2 separate regions of the Ovis aries genome follow, and region 2 is linked to region 1. Evidence: chromatin contacts called from public Hi-C data. All regions are on one chromosome and are shown on one strand. The core of a region is the stretch at or near the end of the contact, and the rest is flanking DNA. Distances in the headings are between cores, read along the strand shown. Region 1 holds the start of ROBO2 (roundabout guidance receptor 2). Region 2 overlaps ROBO2 (roundabout guidance receptor 2).

Region 1 (4,791 bases), core at 1,304-3,803:
ATGAGGTAACACTTTTCTGTCCCAGAGAACATTCTCTTTCAACCTACTCTCCTGCAGCTTCCCCCATATACCTTTCTGCCTCAGAATGATTTTATAGATTACCTAAGGCATTTGCAGATGATGAGTCTAACCAATATGAAGTTAAATCTATCTTTTGCCCTCCAAATGAATAGCCAGGAGAAAACGGTTCCAGAGGAAATGCCCAATATCTTCCTTTCTGAGATCTATGTTAAAATTAAAGAGCTTTTAAGTCTATATGATTTGTTAATTTCTGCCTTATTATTAAGGAGAATTTACTTTCAGAATATTTTTTGTTGTGTCCATGTAAGAAAATTTGACATGGGCTTCCCTGGTTGCTCAGTGGTAACACATGCAATGCAAGAGAGGCATGCAGGAGATAAGGATTTGACCCCTAGGTTGGGAAGATCCCCTGGAGAAGGAAATGGCAATTCACTCCAGTATTCTTGCCTGGAGAATCCCATGCACAGAGCCTGGCAGGCTACTGTACATGGAGTCACAAGAGTTGGACTTAGCAACTAAACAATAACAGAAAGGAAATTTGACTCCTTTCTGATAGAGATTGGGGATGGGTGGTGGTGGCGGCGGCACATTATTTGGAGGAATGAAGTAGACTTTTTAATTCCTGACTTTAAATCTAGTTAGAATGTTTAAAATGAAAAATTCAAAGCTATCAATTATTTGGAAATATTAACAATAGACAAGAGAAATATTAATCCAGTGAATTCTGAGGATTCCCATGACCATATCATTTAAGTTAGACTTGGCCCTTTGGGGAAAAATAAAGCATGCTAACTTGTCTAGTTTTCCTCTCCCATCCCCACCCTTTTTTTTTTTTTTTTCATAGAGAGGTAAAAGAATAATACATTCAGAATCATCACTGTGAAAATTCAAGTTATTTAACTTAAGCACACTAATGCACTTTAAAAAAAAAAAAGCAACCAAATAATGTATATCAAAAGTGTGCTGAAATTACTCTTAATGCTTCACAAGAAAAGTGGCTTGTTTTATTCTTTTGCAAGACTATTTCATTACCATAATTGTCAAGCATGCAGAGATGCCATAAAAACTCTCCAAATTACTTGAGTGTCACTGGTTTTTTTTTTTTTTTTTTTTTTTGGAAACACATACTTTCACATCCGTAATAGGTAAGGGAGAGCTAACCTGAGTGGCAAACCCAAAATGTACCACCAAACAAAGGCTCTTCTTCAAACTGCTTCACAAGGCCACAGACAGAATCTTTGCTAACGTTTTCCAGTAGAGGGAACTAAAGATTCACCATCCAGCTTTTAACTCGCCTCGGGAACCTGCGTGAGTTCGTATAACCCGCCTTGTAATCATCGGAACAAGCATCAAACAGCTTACCAGCGAGCCTCTGATCACACGTGGGCCGGCCCACACGGCCACACCGGCGGCTCCGCAGACACTAGGGCCTCTTTGATCTAACGTGGCCTGCCTTAATCATTCCGGTCCTGAATGGCATTCAGTTGGTGGTTTCTACCTTCATTTTCAGGATTTTCTCATCTCTGAGCTGGAATTTGACTGTTTTTGAGCTTCGTTAGCTCAGTTGGGTTTTCAGCTTTCCCTGATGCTGTATTTTCCGAATTTCCTTTCAGAGATACTACTCTCTGGAGGGTGAGGACTTCGGGTACCTCCCCCGTCCCGCTGATCCCCTCTTCTCTCCATCCCAGGCGTTTTCTGCTGAACTCCCTAGCATCCCTCCATCCCACGTCAAACTCATCTTTGAGGGGACATAAAGCAACTGAGTAACAAACAGAAGAGGGGATATCACCCTTCCCCCTCCCCCGGGCATTCCTCAGGGGGTCGTAGATCTTGGCTAAAACAGGTCAGGAGAGACTAGAGATTTCTGTCGACCCCCACTCGCCCCACACCCGGATTCTTTCTTGCGCCTTTTTAATGACGGAGAGAGCACCCCACACAACCTTTCCGCTCCAAAAGGTGGTTATATTGTTACCTTTCCTTTCTTCCCTCCCGCTCAGCTTCTCATTCTGCTAAAAGGTGAACAGTGAATGTTTGTGTGATTTTAACCGGTAATGAGGCTGCGCCCTAGGTCCGGGAGGATGATCTTTTTCCAGAAAGCGCGTGCATCTCCGGCAGTCTGGAGGGATGAATAATTAGGAAGCGCTTCCATGAAATCACTCACCGAGAAAATTACCTGCCCATTAAACCGGACGCGGCGAGGAGCAGGAGGCTAGAGCCCACCTATCCCCTCCTGAGGCGGGAAGGAGGTGGGGACGGGGCGGCGCAGGGAAGGGGAAGGAGTGGACCGGTGGCCTCGGCTCCGAATTTGTTAATTTCCGTCCCGCTAGGACTCTGGGCTTCCCAGCTTTCCCTGGCCCTTTTGCCCAGCGGGCGGCCGTCCCCCTGTGCAGGCGGGTGGCAGAGCGTGGAGGTGCAGGCTCGGAGCACCCCCTCATCACCCGCGCTCCCTCCCCTCCCCCGGGCAGACTCCAAGCAGCTTTCATTCCTCCCCTCCCCTCCCGCCTCCTCGCCTTCCCTCCTCTAAGTCCTTCCACCCGCGGCAGCTGCAGGAGGAGGCGGACGCTCTGCTGCGGGGCCGCGGGAGTAGCGGAGGCCGGACCAGGGGACGGGCGGCTGGACCGCGCGCTCGCTCCCTCGCTCTCCCGCGCCTGGGCTCCCGGGACTCACCCGCCCCGCTCCGCTCCCGCCCGCCGCCGCCCGGGCTCGCGGGCGCTCGGAGGCGGCACCGCGCGGGGTGGCCGCAGCCCCAGCCCTGCCCCTCCCCTCCCTCGCTGCTTCCTCTCCTCTCTCCCTGCAGCCCCACCACGTAGGAGTTCGGATTCTCCACCCGACTCGTCTCGATTTCCCTTTGCCTCTCTTTTGGAGACGCGAGAGGTGGAGGGAGGCAACGAGGTGGCGGAGGAGAGGCTGGCCAAGTCGGCCCGCCTGCAAAGTGGTGCTCTGACACATCCTTATTATGGAAGTTAAGTGAAAAAACTCGGGACGTGGAGCGGCCACCGAGACGGACGCCGGGGGAAAGGAAACCAGTGGGCAAGCCAATGTTTTTTTTCGGCAGCGCGCTGGCAAGTTTGTGCAACACTTTCTAGGAATTAGGTCTTTTCCCTTCCCCGACCCCCCTTCATCTTCTTGACTTCTGAAGAAAGAACTTGGCTTTGGAGTGCCATGGAGCCTGAGGAGAGCGGGTTAGACACACTTGAATAACCCCTCCGGCTGGGCTGAATTCGTGGGAATTTAGGAAGCCAGAGTGTGGAAATACAGCAGCCTTTGACGCGCCCTCGGTTAATTTGGATGGATCCAAATGTGCGCCCCTCAACACCTCGCCACTCTCCCCTTCTGATCTTGCCATTTGCTCTTCTCGACTTTAATTAGCATCTACGAAGAGTCTAAACTTTGGACCTACCTCTTTTTTTGATACTTATTTTTGTACTTTTTGCTCTCTGGGATTGGTTTCTTAAGCAATCCGGATCCTTTTTAATATGTCAAAATGAGTCGGCTGATGTTTACACAACTACTGCTCTGTGGATTTTTATATGTTCGGGTTGATGGTAAGTTAAAATGCTTTTATCTTGTTCCTCACCCCCTAGAAACATTTCTCTGAGTCGGATCTGGGCTGTAAATAAAAATGACATTGTATCTGTCGGTCCCTTTTGGCCAGGCATGGGAGCTTTGGGGGAGCAGAGGTTTTAAGTCTTTTGTTTCTAAACCGCTGCAAGTGGAACGTGTTAGGACTCACCTATTGTTGTAATTAATTAATTAAGAGTTGGGTAATAAATGATGGGCTCTCAGTTTTGATAGAAAAAAGAAATATGAAAGTCAGTCTCTTTAACCAGTCTAATAGTCTGAGGCTTGCTCTCCCTTTGGGGTTGGTTGGTTCTTCTATCTGAACTTTGGTTTAGAGATTCTTAGTAAGTCATAGACACCCCATGAAGGTTCAGTGGGTTAGGAATTTGAGACACAGGTAACTCGAATCAATGTGTTATCACCTGTGTGTTGATGAGTGTTCTCCTGGGAGGATAGCAGAATGAAGATTTAGATCATAGGGAAAAAACTGTCAAAAGTAAGACTGGGCGAGGCTCCAGGAAGGGGGAAGCAGAAGCTGTGGGCTGGCCCTGGGGCTCAGAACACTCAAATCAGTCCCCAGTGGCAGACACAATGGGGATCTGAAACAGGTGCTCTAGGTGTCTCCCTCTAGGTTAAGTCAGTCTGTCAAGCAGACAGCATTCTCTCTCTCTGCTTCTCCTGTCTTTTGTTCGGATTTGGTTTCTTCAGATAGTTTCACAGGATGTCAGTTTCCTGTGGGAGGATTGCAAAATCCTTTTTTGTAGCTCTTTTGAATGAGGAGTGGAAGTAATCATTAAGGCAGTTTTTCTGTTTGTTCCAAAGAAGAATGTCAAAAGAACAATTGGTGTTCACCTTCTAGGGACTTCAATTTTCACATCCCTGGACAGAATTGATCTAAAAGAGATTAGAGCATGATATTTTTTGCCTGCCTGTGTGGATTGTCATACTTTAGGTCTTTAATGACTGTACGTATGAAAAATCTGAGGTGTATTGGCCCAGATGCTTGAGCCATCATAGTAGCTTGTTGCTACATCAACTTTCTTCCAGAATTTGCATGGTGAACGAAGTCATTGTTTGGGACACTGACTATTTTTGCTCGCCTGTAGAAGCTAACTTTGTTCCTGGCAGCTGCTGCTGCTGTCCAGAGAGCTATGTATCAGACTCAAAAAGGAAGCCTGTCTATAAACATTAGGCAATACAGATGAGTTT
Region 2 (4,791 bases), core at 869-3,368, 220 kb after region 1:
ATTAAGTATCACAAATAGATCACCCATTTGTATAGGCCTTTGCTTTATGTGATTGGAATCTAAAATACCAAGTCATAAGGAATTGAAAGTCAGACTCTTTGCCCATTTTAGTGACTTTACAACAGTCTTTTTTTTTTTTTTAATCAGGAAATTTGGTAATAAGCAGACATTTACCAAGCTCAATTCTGTGATCTGCTTTGTAGATATTTTGTTAACATGGGAGAAATAAGCTTTTTTAACAACTTATCTTGATTTACTTTTATGCTAAGAGAAGACTCACATTCTGAAATATGTATTGCCTTATGGATTGCAGTTGGCAGCAGTTGTTAGTGTTAAAGATTCACACATTTCAAGTAAGATTGGATGCATTTATATTTGTGTCAGGAGAAGAAATAATAGATTCTAAAAAGTTAAAGTGTTACCAAAAGGCAAAACATGGCATATAACTGAAGAGATAGCAATATTCTTCCCTATTGAGGTTCTTTCCTCTAAGGCTTTGTTTTCTAACCAAAGTTTTGGCAAGCAAAATTTCTTTTTTTGTGTGTGGGATGGAGTCTTCTTTCACATCTCTGACTTTGAAAAGGAAACATGATTATTTAGATAAAGCACCTTAAATCTAAGGTGTAGGAAGGTATTTAGTGGAAAAGCAGACACTTAGCTTATGCTATTGTTACACAGAATATACTCTCTATTGAAGTCTACTGAAAATACTTTCTCTAGTGTGTTGAAGTTTCTTTTGCATCCAGCTCTATTATAAATACAACATCATGACAACAGTGACATGACTTGTTTACAAGAGGGTGGTATAAACAGCAAATGTTCTCCCTTAAGACAGCTTTCTTGAACTTCAACAGAAAAGGGAGAAATGTAGACAAGAGAACAGAAGGAAGTAGTCGAACATGTAGAGTCACATTGAAGGAAGAGGAAAAAGTGGCTGATAGTATCTTTATGGTTTGCCTTCATTTTATATGTAAGGAAGGACCTTCAAATTGTATATGATCTTCAATGTGGAAGGTTATATATGGCCTATTAGAGTGTGCCTTAATATTTGAGGATATTACCTGGTTTGAAATTAACTAAATTAAAGAAATCAAACAAGGGAAGACAAAGGAAAATACTATAGAGATAGAAAGAGAGAGATGATAGATAGAAAGATAAAAAGGAAGAGAGTTAGATCCCTAATACCTGCTGTAACCTGTCTTAGTCAACTTTCTGACCTGGGATGTTTCAACAGTAGCTCTCTGAAGGGATTTTAGTTATAGGAATGCCCCTCCCATCTTTATGATTTTTGTTGTTGATAAATCGCTGAGTCATGTTTGACTCCTTTCAACCCTGTGAACTTCAGCACGCCAGGCTCCTCTGCCCTTTACTGTCTCCCAGAGTTTGCTCAAACTTACATCCATTGAGTCAATGATACCATCCAGCCGTCTCCTTATCTGTCATTCCCTTCTCCTTGTTTTGATGATCTTGTGTTAACCTTATATATTTTCCTAGAAATAATGATGGTCTGCATAACATTTCAGATTATACCTGATCATATTGCAAAATGCTAATTTGTTTCTTGCATGAGAAATAGAATGAAGTAAAAATAAGCTAAACTTTAGCACCTTGAATCATTATTGGGTCATGATTGCTAACTGTACCCTGATACTAAGTAAAGTGATGATTATTCTGAGCACCAGGGAAGCCTTAGAAGTATCCATGGGAGCACAGTGGTCTAGATGGAGGGGGTCCTATCAGAGCTCCCTGGACCTGGGCGTGGAAACTGGGTCCCTTCCTTAGAGGTTAGGAAAAAATCACCTGGGTAAAATGGGTTGAATATTCTGGGTACAGTATCATGGATTTGCTAGTACAGTCTCCTCAGATTCCTTGGGACATGGATTTATGCTTGTGAAACTGTGGAATCATTGAAGCATGTGAAGTGCATGGATCTTGTTATTAACATACACAACCATGAACCTCAGTATTGTCATTTCTTGGCAGGCAGGTGACCTCCCACAAGTAATTTCAATTCTCTGAATCTCTGATTTCTGTTATGTCACACTGGGGTAGTATTGCCTCCTTGATAGGAATGTTTTAATATTAAATGATTCATTAAAATACTTTAGATATGATTAATCCCGGGGCAAATGCTGGTAAGGAGTGAGTCACAGAGATATCCCAAGAGGTCTCAAAGCCTGGTCCTTGTGTGCATGCTTGCTATGTTGCTTCAGTCATGTCTGACTCTTTGTGACTTTACGAACTGTAACCCACCAGGCTCCTCTGTCCATGGGATTTTCCAGGCAAGAATACTGGGGTGGGTTGCCATGTCCTCTTCCAGAGGATCTTCCCAACCCAGGGATCAAAATTGTGTCTACTACATTGTAGGCAGATTCTTTACAGCTGAACCACTGGGGAAACCCCTGGTCCCTGCACTCAGCCTTAAAGCTTTTTGAAGATAAGGACCAGACGCAGAAATTCTGTTGTGTTTATAGTACACAATATACACATATTGGGACTTAAAGATTGGGTTGCTTCTTGGGATCAATTGTTCAGATTTCTTGGAGTCATGATAGTAAGACAATGAAGAAATAACAGTGATTATATCATTATGATGTTTGCAGTTGGTCCTGTTCATTTCTTTTTAACATTTATTGAATCCCTGGTATGTATCATGCCTCAAGCTAGATGCCATAGGTTATGTAAGGATACATAGGAGCTTCTAGGAGAAGAAATATGTTTCTAATGGAGGACCTTTATTTTAACACATGAAGCAGAATAAATAAATAAATGAATTGAGTGCAAAGTAGACAAACAAGACGCATATTATAAGAAATCAGGAGGAGTGTTTATTTATAATCATTTGAGGAAAGAGGGTAGATGTCAGGAAAAGATGGTGAAAATCAAACTGTTGGACCCAAGTAGGATTGTAATAGTTTGAGAGACAAAAATACAGATAGGAAAATGTACAGCATGCACAAAGGCAGGGATCCATAAATATCCTTGAATCTGTCCAAGGAAATGTTAGGAGATGTGTGGGGGATGCTAAAATATAGAGTGAGAAATCTTCGGTAAATCTCTTTGCTTCTTAGCCTATTTCTAGATATTGATGGCGATATTTTGGGGAAATTCCAACTTAAGTACATGTGAACAAATGAATAGCTAATTTTTATAAAAAAAATAACAGGTCTCTGTACTAATTTTACTTAGATTATGGTAACAAATATTATATTTCCATTTTGATTTAAAATGATGAAGATGATGGCTAAAAATAAAATGAACCAAGTTTTATGCATGTTGCATTTTAACAAGTTGGATGTCTCATTGGAATGCACTGCCTCCTTGCTCCACATTTATTTTTGGAATTTAATAAGGCGCCTGTCATATCTGCCTCAAGGCTAAAAAACATCATGGGGGAGAAATCCAAAGTACTGTCATGTCTGAGTGACATGGAGCCAATTTTATTTTATTTTACTTTCAGGGGATGGGGGGGTGGCTGAAATTAGCCAGCCTGACTTATGAAAAGGCACCGCTCCACCATCTGTTCTAAAGGCCTGTGCTGGTTAACTGGTAATGACATTGCCCAGTGACATTTGTCAGGTGGATTCAACTCAGAGAATCTGTAGAGGATTTTCATTAAAAAATTAGTTCTGTGCATTTTACTGCCAAGCTCATTCTCATGATAGATTCTGGTAGAATGCCACATATCTCCAGAAGTGGGTCTCATTACCTGAAAAACTTGGGAAGGTAATAACTTCTTTATTTCTTCTTTGTGCTCCCAGAGCACATAATTAACATACTGACTCATTTAACTCAACTCTCCGTAGGATGAGGCTGTGTGAATACAATGGAGACTACAGAGAAACTGTGGCAAACAAGTGGGGTTTCTGATTCTCATCTAGGGTGAGGAGAAAACTCTGCCATTTGCTGCTGCTTTCTTTCAAGCTGATGTTTACTACAATGAGACTTTTTTAAAAAAAATAGAATCATAACATGTTAGGATTTAAATGGAACCATAATATTTTAAAGAATTTTAAGTAAAACCAGATATCTCAGAAAGATATTACTGTTGCTGAATTTTTTTTTAAAATTGGAAGTCATAGTCAGCTGAAGGACCTGTCTGGGCATAAAAATAAATTGTGTACCTTATATAAGTATGCTGTTGTAATAACTGGACTAAGTACTGCTAATATTTTGCTAATTAAGTCTTCGTTAAGATCTATTATTTTTAGTAGTTACCGTAATGAAAGACTGAAGGCAAAAGGAGAAGGCGGCAGAGGATGAGATGGTTAGATAGCATCACTGATTCAATGGACATAAATTTGAGCAAACCGTGGGAGATGGTAAAGGACAGGGAAGCCTGGCATGCTGTAGTCCAAAGGGTCGCAACAAGTTGGACATGAATGAGTGACTGACCAATAACATAGGGAACTAAGTTAAATAATGAGAACTTGAAACAGGTAAACATAGTACTGTTATGTCAGATAATATGTATTGTGAACAGAGTCAATTTGTACTTGGTCAGCTCTTCTAACTATTATTTGGACTTTGCTGCCTCTTGGATAAAAGGAAAAGAAATAGTCTAAACTAATTTTTAATGAGTTTGTGGCTTCTTGAGCACAAAGAAAGATCCATTAGCTCTTCCTTGAATTCCAGAAGACCCCTGAGCTAGGATTGAGAGTTGAGTTTGACTTTATAAAGTAACTAGTGTATATATAGGTATGTGTTGGGTAGGTAAGTAAGGGAGGAAGATACCATTGTTAGACAAGTTTAACCTTGAAATTGTGTGGTTACACTCATTCTAATTCCAAC

Evidence for each region. A called contact is a pair of places that touch in the nucleus more often than the background predicts.
Region 2: a contact with region 1 is called in a Hi-C map of skin fibroblasts, with 1.9 times the contacts expected there. The contact joins the enhancer-like site here to the promoter of ROBO2 in region 1. A contact is called at or near these places in 3 of 16 Hi-C or Micro-C datasets (skin fibroblasts and tail adipose tissue).

Annotation. Positions count from the first base shown.
Region 1 is chr1:145,243,875-145,248,665 of ARS-UI_Ramb_v3.0, forward strand. It overlaps ROBO2 (roundabout guidance receptor 2), which reads left to right and starts at 2,554. Exons shown (of 26, transcript XM_060416435.1): 1 at 2,554-3,566. The coding sequence starts at 3,506.
Region 2 is chr1:145,461,598-145,466,388 of ARS-UI_Ramb_v3.0, forward strand. The region is part of intron 2 of ROBO2 (roundabout guidance receptor 2); the gene reads left to right. Among named protein-coding and RNA genes, the nearest start is that of ROBO2, 220 kb to the left of the region's middle. Within about 2 kb of position 2,119, at least 1 of the 54 cell types and tissues checked has an H3K27ac peak or open chromatin away from gene starts, as enhancers often do.